Regions from separate parts of the Zea mays genome. Here all the other regions are linked to region 4. A link is a contact called in public Hi-C data. All regions are on one chromosome and are shown on one strand. The core of a region is the stretch at or near the end of the contact, and the rest is flanking DNA. Distances in the headings are between cores, read along the strand shown. Region 1 holds the start of LOC100285680 (ubiquitin-protein ligase). Region 2 holds the start of LOC100193615. Region 3 holds the start of LOC100285043 (LMBR1-like conserved region family protein). Region 4 holds the start of LOC103654238.

Region 1 (2,700 bases), core at 152-2,651, 150 kb before region 4:
TTGCAGAATGCATGCCTTCGTGCGAACCCTATTACTAATAAGAAAACTGTCCGGCGACAGGCAGCATGCATGCGTGCACGGCCAGGGTGGGCTACACGAGCTACGGTCAAGCTATACACACTCTTCTCTCAGACAGTCCTAGGTGTTGAAGGAAGGGCAACCGGCCGACACGGGCACGGTGCCACGGGCTTGTCATTCAACGCGACAGGGAAAGGAATCCACACTTGTCCTACCTCGCCATCATGCAGCCGCACGTCCCTGGCAGACACGTTCACATGACTCACGGCTAACGCTAGCTAGTAGGCGTAGTGACGATTGACGAACAAGGTCTGAGAAAGAGAGAGACAGAAATCCACAGAGTCCCCTGCCTCCCTGGCTAGTAGTAGTAGTGCTGGCTTCGAAGCCTTCAGTTGATGTTAAACGGGCCAATGCCCAAAAAAGTTCTGATAAATCATCGATGCAAAAAAAAATACAACTACGTTTGGAGGTGAGTTCTGATTAATAATTTGACCTCGCTGCTGCAGTTCACTCACTGTGACAGCGGAACCGCACGTTGCATCGGCGGCGTCGCGTCGCCGAGAAAGTGCCAACTTCTTAAGTAAAACAGACGGAAGCACCGACTGTGGCGATACAGTGCTCGTCACACACCACCTCCTAACGGCTGAAATGGCGATGCGGCGGAGGCCCAAAGCGTTGGTCCACTGCACACTGACGTGACCTTTGTGCCGCTGTCTTCGGTAATAGTCATTTTGTATTTTTATATTAGCCCCCATGCTCCCGTATATCTATCCTTGACGCCCAGCAGCGTCGGCGTGACAGTTTTTACTATCAACGAAATCTACCTAACCCTGGCGCATCCGCCAGTAGTTTCTCTAGCTTCGCTTCGCAGTAATGCTGAGCCGTGTCGAATCAGTGATGAAATCAGCTTTGGTTCCATAATAATAAAAGTCAACATGACACGACTTTAGAATTCTACTCTAGTTGTGGTAATGGTAACCATTTTCTGTGGATTGATGGGGTTTCTATAATATTTTATTTTTATAGATTAATTAAAGCTGCAGGTCCAGCTCCACTTGCAGTACATCCAACCAGATCCAACAATTTTTTTGTTCAACTGAAAACCTCTCCTGCTGCTGCTGTCTGAATAATGCTTCACATTTTTACCGTCTTCATTGGCTGGTAAATACAGTAAATTCTTGTTTGAATTTATGCGGGAAGAGAGACCCAAAAAAAAAAACAATTCCCAACGTGCCGTGCAATATCTGCGGATTGCAGCTGCATCCACTGCGCGCCGCGCGTTTTTTTTTCTCTCCTCCTCGACAACGAGAAGTCGAGAACACACACGCACATACGGAACGGAAGCTACTAGCCCGCAGCCTTCTTCAGTCTCCCGTCTTCTTCTGGTGCCCAACACATCCTCATTCTCAGGGTCGCCCTCTCGATTCTCCCTCAAGTCCAGTCCAGCCGGATCAGTCCCCTTCCCCTCCTCCACAAGGTGCCGCCTCCCGCAGATCCGAATTGGAATCTGGGCCTTCGTCTCCGCACCACCAATCCGGTAAATATACGCGGGCAATAAAAATCCCTCCCTCCCCCCCGAACCGTAATGATAGATAGCTGCTTGCCTGCTCCGGAGTTTCTTCCGCTGTTCTCTCTCGCGCAAATTTTTATGCTGGGCAAAGACGGTGTTCTTCAGCTTCGACCCCCAAAAAGGGCGAAGCTTTCGCGTCCTTCCCCACACACACAAATTACCTGGGAGCCGTAGCTTCTGTTTGGTGCGGCCACGGGGTGGAAGAAATGGTATGCGGGATGCTCGCCAATTGGCATGCTGCGCTTTCCGTCCCTGCAGCCGCAAGAGGCCTTCTCTTTTAGATCTGTGCCGCGCCTTCCTCTTCCTGGTACCCTGTGATTGGAGCCAGTATTGTTAGCGTTTAATGAAGCTGCTTTTTTCTAGCCGGCTTTTGGATGGTGCTTACTACTACATCGTATCAGTTGCCACCACTCTCGCGTGCTTTTGCCTTCTTTAGGTTTGCTCGCAGGGCACACAAAGCCATTTTTACTGCTGGAAGACTGCCGCTTTTAGTATCTCTGGGCTCTGGCTCTTGAGTGATCTCCAAGGTAAGCTGCCCCCTCCCCCCCCCCCCCCCCCCCCCCCCCCCCCCCCCCCCCCCCCCCCCCGCACTCGCTTGGAAGAAATGGAAATAAATAAAAAAATGCTTTGGCTCTCGGTTGGAGAGGGGCGAGGAATTAGCTTCCCCGCATCCTTCGGTGGTTTCTGATGTCTTGGTTAGAAAATTTTATGAGGTTGCTTGATAAGAATCGCATTTTCCTTCTATCTGATCTCTCAAAATGTTCGCTTATCTCTTGTTTTTGCTTGCCTCAGTCTACTTGCAAGATCTGTGTTCAGTTGACTTGAGTTCTTCTCAGCTTCTTTGATGTGAGGAGATTGGCGCACGAAATCACGTAGCAGTAGCTCTTATTCCCCACTCGCGTTTTAACCTGAGCTGCGGCAGTTGGCATTCTTCATTCAGTCGTAATGGATGGGATAGCTCGTAATAAGGGCGGTGCTTCGCCTGGTACAGGAAAGGGAAGGGAAGGGAAGGGAAGTGATGGGGGAGTGCGAGGACGGCAAGGAGTACAGGTGCTGGGAGGAGCTGCTGCCGGACGCGCTGGGGCTCATCTTCCGCAACCTGCCGCTCCAGG
Region 2 (2,700 bases), core at 74-2,573, 250 kb after region 4:
ATTCACAACGAAAACGCCTGTTTGCTGTAGCGTAGCAGCATCTTCATTCCGCCACACGCACAGCGATCGCGCGGACGGTCCGATCGCAGCTGCGCTGAGGTTTTCGACACTGACCGCCTGACCGAGCGGGCCGGACGCCGGAGCAGCTGCAGCTCTCGCCAGTTGGCTCGGCCTCACGCAGCTGTTCGATCAGGTGCATGACGCATCAACCAACAGTGCCATCCCAATCGAACAGCTGCGGCTGCGAGCGACCGCGGCGGGACGGGACGACCCGGGGTTTCCCAGATTCCACCACGGGTGACCCGGCCCCGCGGCAGCCGGCGCGCTGCCTACCTACGCCCGCTCGTACCGACGCGTGCACCACCCGTCTTTTCCCCGTATCCCCAGCCGGTCTCGTCGGCTCCCTTTGCATCCAGGAGGGGCGGGCAGGGGCCAGGGCGCTAGGCCATGGCCATGTCTCCGCACGGCTACCTGCTCTCCGTTGCACGAGGAGGACGACGAGCCCGGCGTTTTCTCGGGTCTCGCGACGGTGGTGTCACTGTCGCCTAGGCTTCTCGCACCCGCGACGTGACGGCGCGCCTTCGGGCAGTAGTGTTCCCGAACATGGCCGGGCGCCGTCGGTCACGGCGGCGTGCAGGCTGGGCGTGGGGTGAACGAACGGGGCCAGCGCGGGCGTGAGACGGGAGACTAATGGCGACCGGTGCCTTTCGGGCTCCAGCGCAGCAGAGATGGCAAATGCCAAATGGGCAGTTAAGTCAACAGGACTAGCTAGTATGTGTGTGTGTGTGTCTGCAGTGTGCACTCGACCAAGTTGATGAGGGTCCGCGTCCGTCCAACCGGAGCTCGGTAGCGTTAATTGGCAGCTAAGCGGGCATGGATGGTATCTCATCGCTCGTCCCCTCAAATCCGGGGCAAAAAGCCTTCAGGACCGGGATTGCCACGAGACCTGCAGCCTAGTGTAGTGAGGGCCTCAGTCCCTCTTGCGTTGCGAGCTTTGGGTTACCCGTCGGCGATGGCAGGTGCGCGTACTTGGCTTTCTCAATCGGGGAACTCTTGCAGGGGCAGGAGTCCTGGTTCCCATCCCGACTGAGTGGTGCTGTGACGCAGTGACTGTGCAGAACGCATGCGTCGTTCTCGTTCAGCGATCGGTGGGGCGAGGGCATGCCATGAGCTGCCCATGTTCGGTCTCTTGCGACTGCACCACGCTTAACTGTTGTTGGCCAGAGTCATCCTGCTATGCTAGGATGCTCTGGTCAAGCCCGACTAGCGCAAAACAATCAAGGCAGCATTTGAAAAATACGGATCCGTATAGGAGACACGTAGTGGCTCCAGAGCGGATATGTGTCGTTTGCCTCCACTGACCGCCCCGGCGCCCCGCCCTCGCGTTCCAGGGTCCATGCCCCCCGTGGCAGACCGGGTCGTTGTCTCCATTGCTCATCCATGTTATTCCACAACCCCTTTTTAAAGGGCCACTTCGTCACTCCTCTTCCTCCTCCTCCTCCTCCTCCTCCTCCATGTCCACGGCCATCGTGGCGAGGGCAACCAAGCTGAGCGCTACTCGCAGTCGCAGTTGTTGCCTGCCCAGCATGCAGCTCTAACTCACCCCGTGCAGCAGACGCCGAGTCGTGGCAGGTAGCTAGGAAGGAGGGCAGGAGGGAAGGGCAGGCCATGGCGCTGGAAGCGGTGGTGTTCCCGAAGGAGCACCTAGCGGGCACTGCCAAGGCGCGCTCGGCGTCGTCACTGGCCTGCGGCTTCCGCACCGAGGAGGTCGAGGACAACGGCGGTGTGGTTCTGCAAGGAGAGGCCAGCGATGCGCCCGGTGCCGGCGCGGCCACCACGTGGGAGTGCTGGGACGCGGCGCTCTGCCCGTGCTCCACTCCACCTGCTGGTGCCGTGGAGGAGTGCTGGGACGACGTGCGGCACCGGCTCTCCGCGTCCCCTCCGCTGCCGCCGGCGCCCTCCGCCGCCGTCGCAGCGCCATCGTCCGGGCACGGCAAGGCAGCTGCCGCGGCGCGGCGGAGACGGCGGCAACGCCCGAAGGCGGTGAAGAACACGGAGGAGGTGGAGAGCCAGCGGCGCAACCACATTGCCGTGGAGCGCAACCGGCGGCGGCAGATGAACGAGTACCTCTCCGTGCTCCGCTCCGCCTTGCCGCCCTCCTACCCGCAGCGGGTACGTACGCACGCACACGATCTCCTCCATGGCTGCCGCTCCCCGGCAGTATCCTAGCCGCAAGAGCTTTGCAGGTCATGTCACCAATGCCATGCATGTGCACGAACGGCTTGGCATTCCACCGTGCTGCTGATTGCCGCTGCCGGCCCCGCCCAGCTTTTACTGTAACGGATGTCAAATCTTGCTGCCCCCCTCCCTCTGGCCCCTGGCCATCCGCTGGAGCTGCCTCGCCGCGCTTTGGTGGCACATGTCACGGAATCTCTAGGGATCGTGTGTACTGCACTGCAGGCATCATCATCGTTCATCAAAAGCCGCGCACCTTCTTGAGCGCCGAGCCCTTGGTCGCGACCGACCGAATGGCATGTTCCCTTTGCAACGTGCGTGCTCCCTACAGTCTCCTACGCGACCGATCGAGCGCTGATGTGGTTGGTTGGTGCAGGGTGACCAGGCGTCGATCGTGGCCGGTGCCATCAACTTCGTCAAGGAGCTGGAGCACCTGCTGCAGTCGCTGGAGGCGCAGAAGCGGCG
Region 3 (3,043 bases), core at 544-3,043, 230 kb after region 4:
GCGGAGCAGAACAGCCTGGTGATCAAGGGCGAGGGCGAGAAGGAGGATAGCGAGGACGAGGCCGCCCCGCCTCCGAGATACAGCGGTCGCATCGAGCTCGCGCCAGAGGTTTACAGGATGGACAAGATCAAGGCGGAGATGAAGAACGGCGTGCTCAAGGTGGTCGTGCCGAAGGTGAAGGAGCAGCAGCGCAAGGACGTGTTCCAAGTCAACGTCGAGTAGATGTTTCCAAATAGAAGCAAGTGCCGGTACGGGATGGAGGATTGGAGGGGCACTGCCAAACTAGGATTCCTCTCTCTCAATCTGATCTGGATTCTGGAATCAGATTTCTCTTCTTTCATTTTTCTCGTCTATCTTCTATCAGTATGAAATAAGCAACGTCGCTTCAGTTTTCGTGTCAAGGCCGGTGGAGTCGCCTATGTTTATTTTATTTTCTTTGTATTTCCTACCTGGACACACGTTCTCTATGCCGTGTTTGGTTTCCGCAGATTTTTAAAATATGCATGTTCAAACCCAACTCTCACTTATTCTTCAGATTTTGTTTCTGCTAGCGCTCCAAGGCATAGAATAAACTCACTTTGGATCCGATCCATAATATATTTAGGGACTCAAAAAGGACGTGTAAACTAACCCTAAAACATATATTAATAACGAATACATCCCAAAACACATATTAGTAACGAATAGTGGTTAAACATATTAATAACGAATACATCCCAAAACACATATTTAGTAACGAATAGTGGTTTTTTTACTTTCCCGTTCTTCCCAAAAATTTGCGTCTGGCATCTTTCTCAATCCATTCGTTCTTCCCAAAATTTTGCCTCTTGCATCTTTCCCAATCCATTCCTTCACGTATTGGTTTTAGAGAAACCGTTGAGTACATAATTCATTCTTAAAACCTTTTAACCTACTCTTAATAATATTTTTTGGTAAAATTTTTAACCTACTTTTAGAGTTGCTATTAAAATCAGCTCCTCAAAATCTACCCTAAACCAAACACGCCCTATGCAAAACTGAGGAAGGCGCAGCCGTCGGACACGTTCGGATGTTCCCATTATTCGACTTCCTCTGCAAAAGATCCATGACGTATTATCCAGACAACAGAGATGCGTTAATCGCCCTCTTCATGTGACCTTGATCCTAAATCGATCGCTGGGAAAAATTAACTATTTGCCACAATTTAGAGGTGAGTGGCAAAGAACTGAGTGAACCAACTGAACCTATTTTTTAGAACCCAAGCTTGGTGAGCATTAACAATATATCACTGTGTTCAACTGTGTCAAAATCTTTTTTTATCTTCAAAAATCTAGCTTAAGACTCATCACTCCCTCTTGGAATGTTTACACTGATGCAAGTATTCATAGCCCAAGCAAGACAATCTTGGATAGTACGATTTTTAATGAAACCATACTGTTTTTTATGAACTGTCAGCTATGAGTTCTGTGATTAACTTGATAGCTATGCTAAGATGAGAAATTGACCTGAAGTCAGAAACCTTAACCGGGTTATTCACCTTAGGAATTAATGCAATGAATGAAATATATTTATAAAGTTTGGATTGAAATATATTTATAAAGTTTTTAAAACTAAATAAGTTAGAAGTTTTTTTTGAGATATCCGACCTTGTGTTTGAGGGTCGTCGTAAACCGCTTCTTGGTGCGCTTCGTGGTGGACGGCGGAGATGCAACCTTGGCGTGCGTGCCAGTACGCTTTCCGAACTCCACCGAACGATCCTGTTTGGTCCATCGTCACCTTCCTCTTCCTTCTTCGGTTCTTCGCCAGCCGTGCGCGCTTCTCCACTGCCCTGGAGACAAAGGAGCACCCCGCGATCTCCCGGCGGGACCCGGCCCCACCTCCCCGCCCGCGTGCCTCTGAAACGGAGAAGCTGCCGGTTCCCAGCCGGCCAGGCTACTCCGACTCTTCCTTTCCCTCCAGCCGGCGAGGCGTCCAAGCGGATTAGCGGAGAGCGTCGGGGCGGCGACATGTGGGTGTTCTACCTGATATCGCTGCCTCTGACGCTGGGCATGGTCGTCGTCACGCTCCGCTACTTCGCCGGCCCTGCCGTGCCGCGCTACGTTGTCGCCACCGTAGGATACGCATGGTTCTGCTCCCTCTCCATCATCATCCTCGTCCCCGCCGACATCTGGCAGGTCAGATCCCTTGCCGCGTCCCTCTCCCACCTTTTCATCCACCGTCCCCTGTTCCGGCCATCGTCGGCCCCAGGCTCCGCCGGCTTGGCTGTCGGTGTTGTTAGATCCACCGGGTGTGGCTCGTGTCGTGTTCTAGTTGCGTTGCAATCTTGGGGTGTATGTAGGAATTGAATCACAAACTTCGTGTTACTGCTGGAGCACGCTTATGAATTGACGCGTCTTGCTACGGATGAGGTATGCGAAGCTGCTGACAAATGCAGTGGAAGCCTTGTACGAGGGACGAGGCAAATTGATTGTTACTGTTAGTATGTTACCCTGGGATTAGGAGTAGTGCATATAGGGCCTGTTTGGATAGGCTCCTACGGCGCCGCAGCACGCCTAAGGTGCGGCGGCCGATTTGGGCGCCACACCCGCGGCGGCCGGAGTGTGGCGCGGTGTGGCGCCCGAGGCAGCCTACCAAACAGGCTCATAATGTGCATGACTGCAATTTACTTTTAGACAACTCTGTTTCTACACTATTTGAGCCTCAATAACTGAGTAACTGATTTTGGTTCAACCCTCTATAGTCCTGATGCCACCTTCGAATCTTCATTTCTCTTTTATAGTTATGGAGTTAATTCAGTATTCTGTCAAATTCATGAATGGGATTTCATCATTTTTAGGTTTCACACTCTTGAGTAGTTACATTAGCCACAGAAACCAGGTGCAGTATAATCTTTGGCTAATGAAAAACCCTAGCAGCTAACTTGGCCTACCTTAATGTTTCTGTATTTAGTAGTACAGATTTGAGCATAGATCAAATTTTTATGTTCTTTTTAATCTTTCAAAGCCACCCCCTTCCCTTTACAAAAATATACGTATATCCATTAAATAATATTGATAAATTTATT
Region 4 (2,907 bases), core at 28-2,527:
GGCACATTGGCGCTTCAGCTACATGACGCAGCACAGGCTAAAGAGATCCTGAAGTCTTCGTTGACCTTAGCTAAGACGCTATTTGATATTCCAACCCAAATCTGGATCTTGTCAGTATTTACAGGTAAGGCATTTAGGCTATGTGGATTTGTTCTCAAACCATGAAAACGATTTTGTAGTACACGGTCTCTTTTTCACTCACTGGCATGTTCTGAAAACAGAAGTTGATACAAAATGTTTTCTGCTTTTACGGCCTGGTTATTAGTCGTCATATTCATTTCTTTAGAGGTTGATGGCTTGATGCAAACTGTGTCTGATTTCAGAGTGTTTTATTTGTTTACAAACTATTAGAGTTATATCGTGAACTGGAAGAGAAGGAAAATGAAATGGAGAACTCTGAGTACGAAGGAAAGAAGGAAGACGATCTGCAGAGAAGACTTTCTGAAGCTTATTCTCATTCTTTTCACCATGAGCTGGTAAGTTAACAGTGGAGATTTGAAGTTAAGCCAGTTGCATACTTGCACCCACTCACAAAACTGTAAAGTTTTGCATAGTTGCATACTTGCAACCACTCAATTGCCCATCAAATCAAATATCAGTTCTCATTAAATCGAATACCCACAAGGCACATGCTGCAGTGTTTAACTGGAGTGCTCTTTCAGGTGGAAAAATCAAGAATCCAGCCGCTGCACATGTCAAGTAAGCAGCCAGAGATGGCTGTTCCATCAGCTAATGGTGATCTTGACATCCCAGAATCAGTGGGGCTTTCCGCTCCCCAGCCATTCCTCAAAAGACTTGTTGAGGCCGAGCCGATGAGGCGCAGTACCAGGAGGCGGCGGTAGTAATGAAACTAGTACTGTAATTAATAGCGTAGTGAATTTGTTGGTTAAGTGTTGTTATGACTTGTAACTTTTAGCAGTTTAGGTTTTTATTTTCTTTTGTTTGTTGTGTTGATTATGTGTATCTTGGTTTAGAATTTATAGATTTGGAGAACTGTTGGATTGACAACATTCTGAGTGGTAAAATACCAATTATTCCACTGTGTTGGGACGGCGTGTTACACCTGCATCTCCACCATCAGCACCTGAGGGTCTTCGTTCGGCTCGCGTGCAAGGGCGCCCAATTGTTGGATCCACAACAGTGATTGGGTGTGAGGCCTATGGGCCGGTGTGGCGTCGCGCGTGTGCGTGCAGCCCAGTTGCCACGGCGCGCATAAAAGCCACTGGCTTTTGTATGGAGCGACATCTAGAGAATTGTAAACAAACGATTCCTCGTATCTCTCGTCTTCCTCTCCAAGCATTCCCTTCTTCCTTCTTCCCCACTCAGGGCTTATTCGGTTATTCCCAATACACATAGATTGGATTGGATGAGATTAGAAAAAATTAAGAAGAAGTTTGACTTGTTTGGGATTCAAACCCATCTAATCCCTCTCAATCCACCTCTAACCGAACAGGGCCTCAGAGGGGTCCGATCCTCGTCCCTGTTCCACTCTGGATCCTGCAACCTCCTACCCCTACGACACTCGTCTTCGTCGCCAGCGCGCCACCATGAACATTGACTTCTAGCACCTGCTTGACGAAATGTCCAAGCGCTTCGGCGGCTAGGATGCGAAGTTGACACAACGCCTCTCCGACTATGACGTCAAGCAGCAGCAGCGCCTTCTAGATCGTGATCTGGAACTCGAGCGTCGTATGGCGGATCTCGATGCATGGATGGATGGCAAGTTGGCTTCGCTCTCCACGGCCTCCACGGCCAATGAGACGTGCTTGTCGCAGCTCGAGTCGGCTGTCATCTCCTTCGATGATTGGCGTCCTAGCATGGAGGGTTTCGTCGATGACATCCGTCTTCACGTCTCCAAGTTGTCCAAGCTCTACGAACGGTCGGCAGTGGAGCACCCGACCATCATGACTGGTGTGCTCGCTCTGGCTCCCTCTCCGGTCGCGCGCCCATCTGCTGCTGCCTCCACGGCCGCCCGACCCGACGGGCACTACCTGAATCCATCAATCCGGGATGATGGTTGCGGAGTTGTCACAACTCTCGATCATCACCCGACAAAGGGTGTGTCATCCCCATCTCACCCCCATGTGTTTGCCTCTCCTACTTTCCATCGTTCGAGATCCGAGTTTAGGGAACCTGTGGGTGGGAGTTTGGCTGGTTTATCTGATCATTTACCTAAAATGCCGTTTCCTACGTTCGATGGGGATCAACCCAAGTTATGGATCCGTAGATGTGAGGATTACTTTGATCTGTATAGTGTTGATCCAACGCGGTGGGTGAGGGTCTCATCTATGCATTTCACTACTGCTACATCTCGCTGGGTGCAAACTGTTCAGAGCCATCTTAGATCCTGTTCGTGGTCAGAGTTATGTGGTTGGGTTTTGGTTCGATTTGGCCGTGATCATCACGAATTGTTGATCCGTCAGTTGTTCCACATTCGGCAAACTTCATCGGTGTCTAAGTACATCGATAGTTTCTCCTCCCTTGTTGATCAATTGACAGCTTAAGGATCTCACACAGACCCCTTTATTTGACCATGCACTTTATTGATGGTTTGCGAGATGATATTAATAAGTCTGCTGTTTTGGTTCAACATCCATTTCTTGGGAATCTGCCTGCGTGTTGGCTCAATTGCAGGAGGAGGTGTTAGAGTACGGGAAGAGGCCACCGACCCGGCGACCTGATCCCTTCTAGATGACTTGGTTAGCACCACCAGCTCCTCTTCCACTTCCACCACCCCCGTGGAAAGGAGAGAAACAGACAACTAAGGGCGAGGACCGTCGGGGCACTAACTCAAAGAATTTGGAGGACAAGTGGTCCACCCTTTGGGCTTATCGGCGTGCAAGGGGGCTTTGTATTAAGTGTGTAGATAAATGGTTCAACTCAACGATGTGCTGTTTCGGTTCAACT

What was found. A called contact is a pair of places that touch in the nucleus more often than the background predicts.
Region 1: a Hi-C map of ear shows a contact between it and region 4, with 2.7 times the contacts expected there. The contact joins the promoter of LOC100285680 here to the promoter of LOC103654238 in region 4. A contact is called at or near these places in 10 of 25 Hi-C or Micro-C datasets (ear, endosperm, leaf and 5 more).
Region 2: a Hi-C map of leaf mesophyll shows a contact between it and region 4, with 2.9 times the contacts expected there. The contact joins the promoter of LOC100193615 here to the promoter of LOC103654238 in region 4. A contact is called at or near these places in 13 of 25 Hi-C or Micro-C datasets (bundle sheath, ear, leaf and 4 more).
Region 3: a contact with region 4 is called in a Hi-C map of tassel, with 4 times the contacts expected there. The contact joins the promoter of LOC100285043 here to the promoter of LOC103654238 in region 4. A contact is called at or near these places in 18 of 25 Hi-C or Micro-C datasets (bundle sheath, ear, endosperm and 6 more) and 1 of 3 datasets of contacts at active chromatin or transcription factors (leaf).

What each region holds. Positions count from the first base shown.
Region 1 is chr4:185,150,446-185,153,145 of Zm-B73-REFERENCE-NAM-5.0, reverse strand. It overlaps LOC100285680 (ubiquitin-protein ligase), which reads left to right and starts at 1,401. Exons shown (of 3, transcript NM_001158571.1): 1 at 1,401-2,115; 2 at 2,580-2,700. The coding sequence starts at 2,607.
Region 2 is chr4:184,748,113-184,750,812 of Zm-B73-REFERENCE-NAM-5.0, reverse strand. It overlaps LOC100193615, which reads left to right and starts at 1,323. Exons shown (of 3, transcript NM_001138716.2): 1 at 1,323-2,172; 2 at 2,612-2,700. The coding sequence starts at 1,669.
Region 3 is chr4:184,765,595-184,768,637 of Zm-B73-REFERENCE-NAM-5.0, reverse strand. It overlaps LOC100285043 (LMBR1-like conserved region family protein), which reads left to right and starts at 1,793. Exons shown (of 13, transcript NM_001318030.1): 1 at 1,793-2,153. The coding sequence starts at 1,986. It overlaps LOC542602 (low molecular weight heat shock protein precursor), which reads left to right. Exons shown (of 2, transcript NM_001112137.1): 2 at 1-515. The coding sequence ends at 222.
Region 4 is chr4:184,998,790-185,001,696 of Zm-B73-REFERENCE-NAM-5.0, reverse strand. LOC103654238 reads left to right here and starts at 1,277. Exons shown (of 1, transcript XM_020552750.1): 1 at 1,277-2,907. The coding sequence starts at 1,692. The coding sequence ends at 2,504. LOC100192084 reads left to right here. Exons shown (of 10, transcript NM_001365512.1): 8 at 1-124; 9 at 352-476; 10 at 663-1,038. The coding sequence ends at 842.